3 separate regions of the Mus musculus genome follow, and all the other regions are linked to region 2. Evidence: chromatin contacts called from public HiChIP or PLAC-seq and Micro-C data. All regions are on one chromosome and are shown on one strand. Each heading gives the region's core, a stretch centred on a gene start, on an enhancer-like site or on the middle of the called end of the contact. The rest is flanking DNA. Distances are from core to core; before and after follow the strand shown. Region 1 holds the start of Ngfr (nerve growth factor receptor (TNFR superfamily, member 16)). Region 2 holds the start of Spop (speckle-type BTB/POZ protein). Region 3 has its middle 34 kb from the start of Phb.

Region 1 (3,608 bases), core at 793-3,292, 170 kb before region 2:
TTAATCATAGAAATACTGCTAAGAATAGTAACAATTGCTGTTTGTAATTGTTGGAGTAAGGCTTAAATGATCAAGACCATGGAAATTATTAATAACCCAGGCCCAGCCATGGTGGTGTGGGTCGTATTAAATTGTGTTGAGATGGATAACCTTGGCAATAATAGTAACTGGGATCATAAATTAATAACGGGAGTATTTAAATTAATGCCACACTGTCGGTAGCCTGGTAGTAAGCAGCTCAATGCTTCTGGAAGTGCTAATGCTCCCCCTTCCTGCCTCCCATGAATTCAGCAGAGAGTAAGGCAGGTCTGTAAAAGCGTTGGGGGAGGGGACATCTTAGAAGTAATCTCTGTCCAGGCGGAAGGACTCCCCAGGGACTTCTGAGGTCCTGCTTTCTGCCTAGACTCTTACATCCAGCCATGGTGGCTCATGAACATGAATTCTCAAAGCCACAGTGATGTCTACCCGTCCTTCCTGGGGACTGTCTGCTGGCCTTTATTGGCTACATAGGATAGGTTTTTTTTTTTTTCCTGCAATTAAGTTTAAGTGACCTAGGAAATCACCTACTCATGAGCAGGCCTGCTTTATAAATGCTCTTGGTCTGTCCCTTGTTTCTATTATTTTGGGACTGTATTTTTTTGAAGAGGAACTGGAGTCCAGACATAGCTAACATCTGGTGCTGGGATAGACTGTCCCCACACAGTTCTGTACCAGGGCCTTCGATGTCTGGGAACCAGAGAAGGGCGGGGCGGTGTTTCTTCTGAAAGACTGACTGCACATTCCTTGGCATACAGGTGGTTTGATGTGCCACGCTTCTAGAGCATGGCCAGTGTGATCCTCAGAAGGCCTACACAGCTCACGGATGAGTCTGTGGATGTTGAATCCATTCAACAGCTCTCCCCTTGAATCCCCTCCATGACTGAACACTTGGGTGGTCAGAGAAGACACTACTGTCCCTGCCCGTAGGAAACTCACAAACTCATGTAATCATGTTTGTGTGTTGTCTGTATACTCTGTGTGTGTGTGTGTGTGTGTGTGTGTGTGTGTGTGTGTGTGTGTGTGCATTTGAGGGCAAAATACAGATGTGGGCTTGTGTGACTACCACTGTGCAGTGCACACATGTGAGTGTGTAGGAGTGTATATGTGAATGTCAGCCTGTGTGCATTGATGTATGTCTGGTCTGTGTTAGGAGCCCTTGTAGGATGAGCAGGTCTATATGAATGCCTGAGGGACGGTATAGGCAGATGTCAGTACGTCAACACACACACGTACAGGTGCACTTGAGAGTGTGTTTGTGTATTCCTGGGGTTTATGTGCACACCTGTGACTCATTCAAGCTCATGAAAGGCTGGAGATAGAGTTCTGTGATACAATGCTTGCTTAGCATGTGTGTGTGTGTGGTCCTAGGTTCTATCATGTGTGTGTGTGTGTGTGTGTGTGTGTGTGTGTGGTCCTAGGTTCTATCATGTGTGTGTGTGTGTATGTGTGTGTGTGTGTAGGAGAGGGGGAGACAGGGACAGAGAGACAGAGACAGAGACAGAGAAACAGTGTCAGACAGATATCCCAAATTATGATATTGGGATAGATTTCACCTTGAAGGCCCCAAGGAACATATCCCTCCACAAGTTGGAACAGAGAGAGAATGGAATAAGGTGTGTATCCAACCATAAAAGGAGGGCAGCCTCATTTTCGGAATAAGGGCTAGGTAGGCAATTAGGCTAAAGATGTTTAAGAGAGTTAACCCCGAGGCAGGCTTCATCAGTAGGAGAGCAATGGCCCCCGTTGGATCCGAAGCATCTTATGCTCAGCATAACCGGAGGTGCCCTGGGTACGTGGGGCAGCCCACTGAGAAGCCACAGCGGGGCACACGGGTGCGGCTCCTCTCACGCCTCACTTGACTGCTCTGGACTCCCCACCCTAGGCAGCCGGGCGGGCGCGGTTCCGGAGGGGTTGGGGGGGGGGGGGAGTTGGGCGGGCTGGGCGGGGAGGAGGCGGGGCTGCTGCATTGCCTTCACCCAGCTGCTCCCGCCCGCTAGCAGCCAGAGCGAGTGGAGCCTCCGCCAGCTCCGGCGGGCAGCGGGCGCTGGAGCGCAGCGCAGCGCAGCTCAGCTCAGCGCGCAGCACCATCGGTCCGCAGAGCGGACTGAGCTAGAAGCTGAGCGCTGTCGCCGGAGGCGAGCAATGAGGAGGGCAGGTGCTGCCTGCAGCGCCATGGACCGGCTGCGCCTGCTGCTGCTGCTGCTGCTGCTTCTAGGGGTAAGTGATTAGTAGGAGGGACCTCCGTTAACCTTTTCAAAGAGCTGAACCCCAAGGGGATGTGGGTGCCACCACCCAGGGAACAGAATAAGACGTTAAGGTCCCAGATGCTGGCAACGGGTGGCGGAGGAGCTGCGGGATCATGACCCACAGGGGCGCTCCTAGCTTCTAGGACTTTCAGAGCGCAGAGGCGACCCAGTCCCAGGATAGAGATGCAGACAGGACTGTTGCAACGACACCCGTTCTTGGTTCTGCTTGCTGCTGCTGGTTCTTGAGCACTACGACGGGTGCGGTGTAGGAGACTGGGAGCAGTCTCGAGTGGGGTGGAGGGAGGTTTGGGAATCTCGGGCGCCTGGGTTCTTTTGACGACAGCGTGTGAATTTTGGGATCCCGAGGGGAGTTTTCTCTTTAGCATCTTAGTCCCTGGGGAGTTGTAGGGCAGAGAGAAGGAAGGGAAAGAGATCGGCACTAAAGATGTGAGGGGCTAGAGACGGAACAATGCGGGAGGCAGCTGGAGGGACTGGAGGCAGAGGGGACCCAGTATGGACAATGGGGACCGGCCAGACAATGGGGGGGAGGGGCATCGAAAGGAGCGATTCGGGAGTGGCAGAGAGGTTGAAGAGAGAGAAGTGGGCTTTATGGAGGGCAGAAAAGAGACAACCACAAAAGAGATAGAGAAATGGAAAGAAGGTGCATACCCTAAAGTGCTCGGGGCCCCGCCTGTCTGTCTACTCAAGGACGATGCGATGAGGACAGCCCAGTCACAGACGTTTCCCGCGTGGGTTCTAGCGCTCTTTCTAGCGGCCTCGCCCAGTCCGGGAATTGCGTCTGGGCATCCCAGGCAGGGAAGAGAGCGCTCACTTCACTATGGCAAATCCGCTTCTAGGGTAGTTCCTTGACAAACCTTTCACGTGGTTTGAAGCAACTCAGTGGACCCGGAGAGACAGAGCCGGGGCATCCCCCTACCCTATTAAACGCCGGCCAGCTCTCGAGATGCGGAGCGCTGGGACTCTCAAGGCTGTGATGGTTCCGGCAGCGCACAGCTAGGGGATGCAAAACCCCAGGCGACCCGCAGGGGGCACTGCGGGCGAGGGATTGCTGTTGGGAGCTGCGTGCGCGCCTTGGGCTGCGCACTGAGTCCCTTCTAAGTTAAGCCGCCACGGGCCCTGAGCCCTCCGTGCTCCTTCCGGTCCAGAACTTAATAGGATCATCATCCCGCCCACACCTGGCCAGGCTTTCGGTGAAAGTCAATGAACGCTTCTCAAATGAGACAGGGGCCACTTGGATGCCTGGGATTCTTGTCGGATTGCTGTTCGGAGACACCAACTCCGGCTAAGGTCATTAGGTCCTCC
Region 2 (3,566 bases), core at 1,053-3,552:
CAAAATACCAAAAGGATGCCAAGTGCCCTGATCCTAAATGTGGAGTTGACACAGTAACTTATACTACTGGGGATGTTGAGGGCTGAGGGTAGGGGTGGGAGACTGAGGATCCAGCTCTTTCCCAGCACAGGATGATGTATGTGCCCCTGCCCCCAACCCCTGTGCTGCTCTGTGTCATCCTCTGGATCCAAGTGCAACATGGCAACTGGAAACAGCACAATAGACAGACAACTGAACCACATAAAGCCCAGTTAAATGAGGAAGTGAGAAGTGTTCATACACTTTCAAGACCAAGAACATGAGGTTCTAGGGATAAAATGCCAACCAAAATTATGTCTTGTGAGAATACCAAAGAAAGAACACAAAGGAAAAGGAATTTCAAAACAAGGCTGATTCATGTCCCACTCCCAAGAGTATGAGACATTAGGTTAGCCAGACAACTGAAAAACAAAAGATGCCCCTCCCTTTTCCATTCTCTCCACCCAACAACAAGTTAGCTATTCATTTCAATACAATTCAGCAAACTTTTTGCTAGTAGAAAGTGTTTATCTTTGGGACCAAATGTATACCTGGCACTAGGGAGGCAGAGGTAAGCAGATCTCTGTGAATACAGTCTTGAGACCAGCATGGTCTTCATAGGGAATTCCATGCCAGTCATGGCTACATAACAACTTGACTATATCAAAAACAAATAAAACATCTTTTTCCCTACATGGTAGAGCTAAGACAAAGTTTCTAAGAGGGATGGCACAGCACCAAACTAAAGAACCAACTGCAGTCTGTCAGCTAAAACTCTGGGACCTAAGTCACTGGAATATTTTTGTAAAGTTCCTCATTTTAATTTTTTGGAACTTGCCAATATGAAAGAATTAGTGCTCAAATTATTTGAAACTAATACTTCTGGACAAGTTGTTCAATTGTTTCTGATTACCCCTGTTTCCATATTGTCACAGAATGTACAACTAAACTGTACAACTAAATGTATAACTAAACTGAAACGCTATGGAAGAACTTACACACACACACACAATGAACCAAAAAGGTCCCACTAAGTAAAAGGGCTGAAATGAAGCTACTGATTGACAGCTTGATTTCTGTTTTGTTGTTACCTCAAGTCTGTGTGTGGCACTTATCCCTTCCTTAGCTACTCTGTAAAGGCAACTCAGAATTTTACTAAAGAGAAATTCCCACCTTAGTTTCTTTTTTAATGGACCTTTTAACAAATCCTTTTTAACAAGACTATCAAAATCCCCTGCCAGAATAACGAGTTGGACTTACTCCTAAACTTAGGGGAAGTTTGTAGTAAGGTTTCAGCATGACGACGGGAGTGGTGGAAAGGGAAGTAATACTAGAAGTAGAAGTAGCAGTTAAGTTTCAAAAAGAAGGGTCAGCGTGGGACACGTTGGCTCTAGGAGGCGTTGGTAGCCTGGGAGTCTCTAGGGCAACACCAGATGCAAATAGTGCTTTGTCCTTAAATCCCTCGCATAATTTAAATTCTCCCTCTCGGATCGGAGCGACAAGCTCACTATTGGGTGGCAAGTCTAGCGAAGAAGGCGGGCTCGTGGTCAAGGGGCTCTTTATCCCGCAGGTCCCTGCAAAACAGCAATGCGCATGCGTCCTGAAGCAGCGACCAGGCACCCGGAGCTCCTTCACATTCGAGCATGCGCAGTTCCCCATCTCGCCGCAGGCGACAGCTCACTATTTGGCAAGGGGGATGGGGTTGGGGATATGATGGTGAGGGAGGCAGGAGGCAGGGGGCGCGTTTGTGTTTCCAGAATGCTTGAGGTAGGAAGAACGGACGGCTGACTAGGCTCTGGCTTCCTCGGGCCAGGAAACCAACATAGGAAATGGGGCAGAGAATAGTACATTAGGAAAAGTGTGTGTTGTGGGGGAGGGTTTAGTCACTTCTCAAGGAAAAACCCCGCACCCCAACAGGCCAACCCCTTCTTCGACTCTTGACACACACATACACACACTCACCTGAGAACGGCGGCGACAGCTGCTGGTCCCTGTCCCCCTGCGCTCGCCTCATACTGCCCGCAACATCCGGGACCTGCGGGACCGCCGATACACAAATACACTCTTGGAGCGCGCACACACATACAAACACATACACACACATACACACACACACATACACACATACACACACACACACCACACACACACACACACCACACACACACACACCACACACACACACACACACACACATACACACACACACACACACACATACACACCGACACACACCGGCCTGGGCGTCCTGTCGTCAGCACGTCGACGCAGCGAGCGCGTACCCGCCGGGCCCCACCCCGCGCGGCCTCCTCCCCCCAGCTTCCCGCCCCGCCCCACCCCGCCTCGCCCCGCCCCGTCCTGCCCCGCCCCACCCCGTCCCGCTCAAGACTCTCCAGCTCCTCCTCTTTTAAGACTCCGCCTACCTTCCCTAGTGCGCAAGCGTCGCGAGGTGGTGCCAGGGCCCGGGAATTTGGGCGGAAGGCGGAGCCAGAGTGGAAAGAGGCGGGAACTCGGAGGGGGTCGCGTGCAGCGCGCAGAAGTTCGCGCTGAGGTGCGAGGCCAGAATGGAGGAAGGAAGCTGAGATCCAGGGACCGGGTGGGTGGAGCAGCAACAGGCATTTCGCAACTGAAACCTAGTTGTGCAGTTTGTGGATTACCGATGACTTAGCTCTTACTTTCTTTTTTAGGCAACTCTCAGCTAAAATACTTTTTAAAGAACTTTTAACATGTGTTTTAGTTTGTTTTATTTTTTGAAATAGGGTCTTGCTCTATAGGATTGGTTGACCTAGCACTCTCTTTGTTGACAGGCTGGCCTTAAATTCATAGAGATCCATGTCCAATAAGCCTAGCCTGCAAATGCTAACATTTATAAGGTACTTTGCTAGAGTACTGTGAGGCACACCTTTAACCCCAGAACTCGGGAGGCAGAGGCAGGAGAAGCTCTGTGAATTTAAGGCCAGCTTGGTCTACTTACTGAGTTCACAGTCAGCTAGAATTACAAGGTGATACCGCGTCTTGAAAACTAAATAAATTAGCATTTGACAACAATAACCAAAGAGCTGTTCTTTCTGGGAAAGGCAGAAGGGGTGTGTGTGTGTGTGTGTGTGTGTGTGAGAGAGAGAGAGAGAGAGAGAGAGAGAGAGAGAGAGAGAGAGAGAGACCCAATGGAGAGGAAGCTGATTCTGTGACAATTCCTTGGCTAAGCCATCCGGGTCCCCAGTCTGTCTCATGTCTTAGCTCCCATGGACCAAAAGTGATTCTGGAGTTGGGTAGAATTGTCTCAGAGCATCTTGGCCCTGGAAGAAAACAGTCATCTTTGTGTTACATTCTTCGATTACCTTAAACTTAAAAGAAAATATTTTATTACTGAATCAAGCTCTCAAAAGCAAAAGCAGACTGCCTCTTGCATACACATATCAAGCACACACCTAGCTCTGAGAGATCAACCCAGTGACCCTGTGGGTCATGAGGTAACAGGGTTGCAGCCTAATTGAGAGCTGCTTCCTGGCACCCTACTGCTTTCCAGGCCTTGGGACAGTCTCCAGGAG
Region 3 (3,679 bases), core at 534-3,033, 220 kb before region 2:
CCAGGAAAAACGGTCCTGGGTGGAGGGGTGGGTGGGAGTCTGGGCTGAGGGGAGGGGGAGCCATTAGGGAGTCAAGCTGTGCAGGACTAGGAGGGTTCTAATCGATGGGCTCATGTTATATTTATCAGCCACAGTACTTAGGCGCTACCCTGAGAAGGACTAATGGGCTCCCCATTGGAGACGCCATTACAGGAAGTGTGGGGGGTGGGGTGAGGTGCTGAGAGGAGATGGGGACCTGGCAAAGTCTACTCCTGGCAACATCTACTCCTAAACCCCTGCCACACTGGCTGCAGTGCTGTTGGGATTGGAGGCCCTAGCTATGAGGCCACCGAGGAATACCCTTTGCTCCATGGTCTGACTCCGAGCTTAAGCAGCAGGTCATCCCAGTCATCCCCCTGCCTCCCTTCCATGCCATCTTTTCCTCTACTCTTTCTGGTTCTCCAGAAAGAGGCCATTCTGGCCAACCTTCAGTCTGAATGACAGTTATGTGGGCCAAACGAGTGGCTCAGCCTTTTCTGGGGAGGAGCTGGCTGGGGTTGCCATGGTGATAATTCAGGGTGGTGGTGGGGGCTTCTAGCTATTTCTTCTAACAGCCTTAATTGCTCATTTATTTAGGGCAATTAGTCCCCAGTGTCCCTCCCTTCCTTGACCCCAGCAAAGGCTATTCTTGGCTCCCATAACATTCTACCCAGATGGGGTGGAGCCTGGGTCCAGAGTGAACAGAGTGGGGTGGGGGTAGGCAGGATAGGGGACAGAAGACACTGCAGCCTGAGAATCCACAGCTAGAGGATGACCTGGTCAGATCATGCCCTGTCACTAACCCATGTTCCCATCATCCTCTCTGACTTGATCCATTCAGCTCCTTGGGTGGACCCAACCCTCCGCAGGCCCCTCAGTCTTCAGACAGCAGTAAGTTCTTTCAGTGGCATGGACAGCCATCAGAGCCACACAGGGACATGCTCTCTCCCCAGAGGCAGCTTTTCCAGTAGCTGCAGGCCTCAGGGAGCCACTTCCTGCTCACTGGGTGACTAGGATCCTCTAACCCTAGCCTTCTGTCTCTTGGTAGAATTTAGCATTTCTTTGCCTAGACGACTGAGTCAGACTGGTAAACCTACCCTGGCCCTAAGTTTGAGGAAGGGCGGGATGAGGTCCCAGGACTCACTGGGGACATCTCACTGCATTTAGAAGACCCTGCCCTGGCTTTTTCTCTAGGCCTCATCCTTCCACTCCAGGGCCTCTCTGTTCAGTTAGGCCCCACAGACTCTGCAGGGAGGGGTTTTTGCCTTCCTGGGGAAGGGACCTTGGATATCTGTTTCAAGCTCTTCTCTCTCTGGTATAACTGGGGTTCACCAGTTTTCTGAGGAGCCCTTGGTCTAAAGTTAGAGCAACCCCCAGAACCTCTGTTCCCAGATCCTTTGCTTTTTCCCTTTGAGTTCTGAGATGCTTTTTTGACCCAGCCACATTTGTGCCTGGAGCTCCTGTGAGGAAGGGCTGCCCACTCACTGGGGACTATTTCTCAGCCCCACCCTGGCTCTATCCGTACTCGCTTCATCTCCCCTGGTACCTGCCACAGTAGCCACCTTCCCTATGAGGGTGTCTCCCTGTGACCTGGAGGAAGCCCATGGGAGGTAGCCAGGCCTCGAGGACAGAGAACGCAGGCAGACAGCCCGGACTCAGCCTTGATGTTTCACTGGTTAGGAGACAAAGAGAGCCATGTTGGGGGTGACCTCACCCCTTGGGCATCCTCAGCTGGACAAAAGGCCGGTTGTTCTCGGGCTTGGAAGCAGGAGGCAGAGATGACACTGTAGGCCTGTGACCCTCTGTAGAGCCCTGCTCTACACAGTACAGCCTGGACTCTGGGAGGCCCAGCTGAAGGAAGCCACCATTCCATCGGCATAAGACATGAGAAAAGACCATTGGGGGCTCTCCTAGGCCTAACCTCAATCTGGACAATGAGCACACCGCCCAATAGTGGGGGTGCAGGGACCTCTCTGCTTGCTGCTTTTCTTTGTTTACAGAATTGGCCTGGGGGTAGGGCCTTCCTTTTCCTTCCAGTCCCTGAGAGACATGTGAGAGGGCCCTTCAGATGCACTCTCCTAGAAGAGTGGAATCTCCTTGGGGTGAGATGGGGGAGAGGGATGTGGGCCTGAAAGTGCCACAGGCCTGCCCATCCCTTGCCCACCGCTTCTGCTTTTTGTGCCTACTTTATCTTCTCCCTCACCCACCTTGCTCACAGGTGTCTCATCTCCCACTGGTCTCTGAAAATGATCCTCACCCCCACATCTCCCTAGCCCCTCCCCCAGGAAGCTGCCCCCCCCCCCCGCCCTGCTCTGGAGGTCACCATTCCAGCCTTCTGTCAAGGCCCTGCTTAGGTGTTGCCAACGGCTTTTCTCTAAGAAGTTTCTAAGGGCAGGGACTCCATGTTTCCATCTGAGAACCCCTTACCTAACTCCAGCAAGGCCTTGTGGGGTGGGGTGCTTTAATGATGGCAAACACCCCCAAGTCCAGTCCGATAGCCAGCCCTCCCAAGGGCCACCAAACTGAACTGAAAGTCCCAATGGGTGGGACCGAGTGTGGAGAAGGTAGGGGAGGGGACTGCCCTCCAGATGTTGTTGGAAATCTAACACATTCCCCTCCCCACTGCCTTCTCCCACTTCCCGCTCCATTTCCCCTAAATATTTACTGATTTTTTATTTACATTCTTTGCCCGAGGTGCCCGGCCCCTGTCAGGTCCCATTTGCTTGCCCGCTCCCTCCTGCCAGCTCCCCTCCGCATCCCTCACATCTGGAGCCAGCAGTCCTGCAAGGCTGGCCACAACCTCCCCCAGGCCGGAGGAAAGAGAGGAAGGGAGAGCAGTAGATGGGAAGCTCTGGGCAGGGCTGGGGTGGGAGAGGCTCTGGGACAGGGGCAGCACACAGGCATGCTTGGCCTGCCCCAATCTGGGATCGCTTTAGTCACACACACACCCTCCCCCTTTGTTTCACTAGGACTTCTGGAAGGGGCTGATGGATGCCAGATGCTGGGAGCACCCTCACCCTAGGAGGACTCCAGAGGGAAGGAGGGAGGAAGGAAGGAAGGGAGGAAGGGAGGAGGGTGAGCCTCAACTGAAGAGACAGCCAGGGGAGCCAACTGTGTTCCTGGTGTATGGGGCAGACTTAGGGTTACCATCCTTGTGAGTCTTTCTCTCAGCTGAGCAAGGAACCTGCTGGAAAGTCGTGATGTTCCTCTCCAGTCGCAGGCTCCCAGCTACCTTCTGTCTTTTACCCTTAGTGACTGAGCACCCGCAGTGGGCCAGGTACTGTCCGGAATGCTGATGGCATGCCTGCTGACATCGCTGACTTTTTTCTTGAGGGAGGATAGAATGTTCTAGAAGGTGCTTCTGTGGCAGAAAGGCCAGCCGGGCAAAGGGAATGGGGAGAGATGGAATCACTGACATGCAACATTACGTGGCAGAAACAGGGGCTTCACAAAGCAGAGTTTTCAGGAGGCAAGGAGAGAGCTGTGGTTTCTGTAAGGAAGCCCTTCGAGGCAGAGGAGATGGCCTCGGATGCATGGGGACCCCATGGGCTCCAGGGGTGGGGTGACAGTGATGCTGGAAATGGGAACAGGGAGGATGATGACAATTTCTTTGAGTGAGCTGGAGACCCTAAAGCAGTGGTTCTCAACCTGTGGGTCGCGA

Evidence for each region. A called contact is a pair of places that touch in the nucleus more often than the background predicts. HiChIP or PLAC-seq counts read pairs in DNA pulled down with a chosen protein or histone mark.
Region 1: a Micro-C map of embryonic stem cells shows a contact between it and region 2, with 2.2 times the contacts expected there. The contact joins the promoter of Ngfr here to the promoter of Spop in region 2. A contact is called at or near these places in 3 of 39 promoter capture datasets (cranial neural crest, hippocampal neurons and stem cell-derived epiblast-like cells), 14 of 484 Hi-C or Micro-C datasets (the N1E-115 cell line, cardiomyocytes, cortical neurons and 7 more), 8 of 115 datasets of contacts at active chromatin or transcription factors (embryonic forebrain, embryonic stem cells, forebrain and 3 more) and 2 of 9 other capture datasets (adipose tissue and liver).
Region 3: an HNF4G HiChIP or PLAC-seq map of pancreatic cancer cells shows a contact between it and region 2. The contact joins the enhancer-like site here to the promoter of Spop in region 2. A contact is called at or near these places in 5 of 39 promoter capture datasets (cranial neural crest, embryonic stem cells and hippocampal neurons), 1 of 484 Hi-C or Micro-C datasets (embryonic stem cells) and 4 of 115 datasets of contacts at active chromatin or transcription factors (embryonic basal ganglia, embryonic stem cells, pancreatic cancer cells and 1 more).

The regions. Positions count from the first base shown.
Region 1 is chr11:95,586,132-95,589,739 of GRCm38.p6, reverse strand. It overlaps Ngfr (nerve growth factor receptor (TNFR superfamily, member 16)), which reads left to right and starts at 2,042. Exons shown (of 6, transcript NM_033217.3): 1 at 2,042-2,256. The coding sequence starts at 2,182.
Region 2 is chr11:95,412,819-95,416,384 of GRCm38.p6, reverse strand. It overlaps Spop (speckle-type BTB/POZ protein), which reads right to left and starts at 2,302. Exons shown (of 10, transcript NM_001359107.1): 1 at 1,981-2,302.
Region 3 is chr11:95,630,750-95,634,428 of GRCm38.p6, reverse strand. No RefSeq gene overlaps it. Among named protein-coding and RNA genes, the nearest start is that of Phb, 34 kb to the left of the region's middle. Within about 2 kb of position 1,783, at least 56 of the 459 cell types and tissues checked have an H3K27ac peak or open chromatin away from gene starts, as enhancers often do.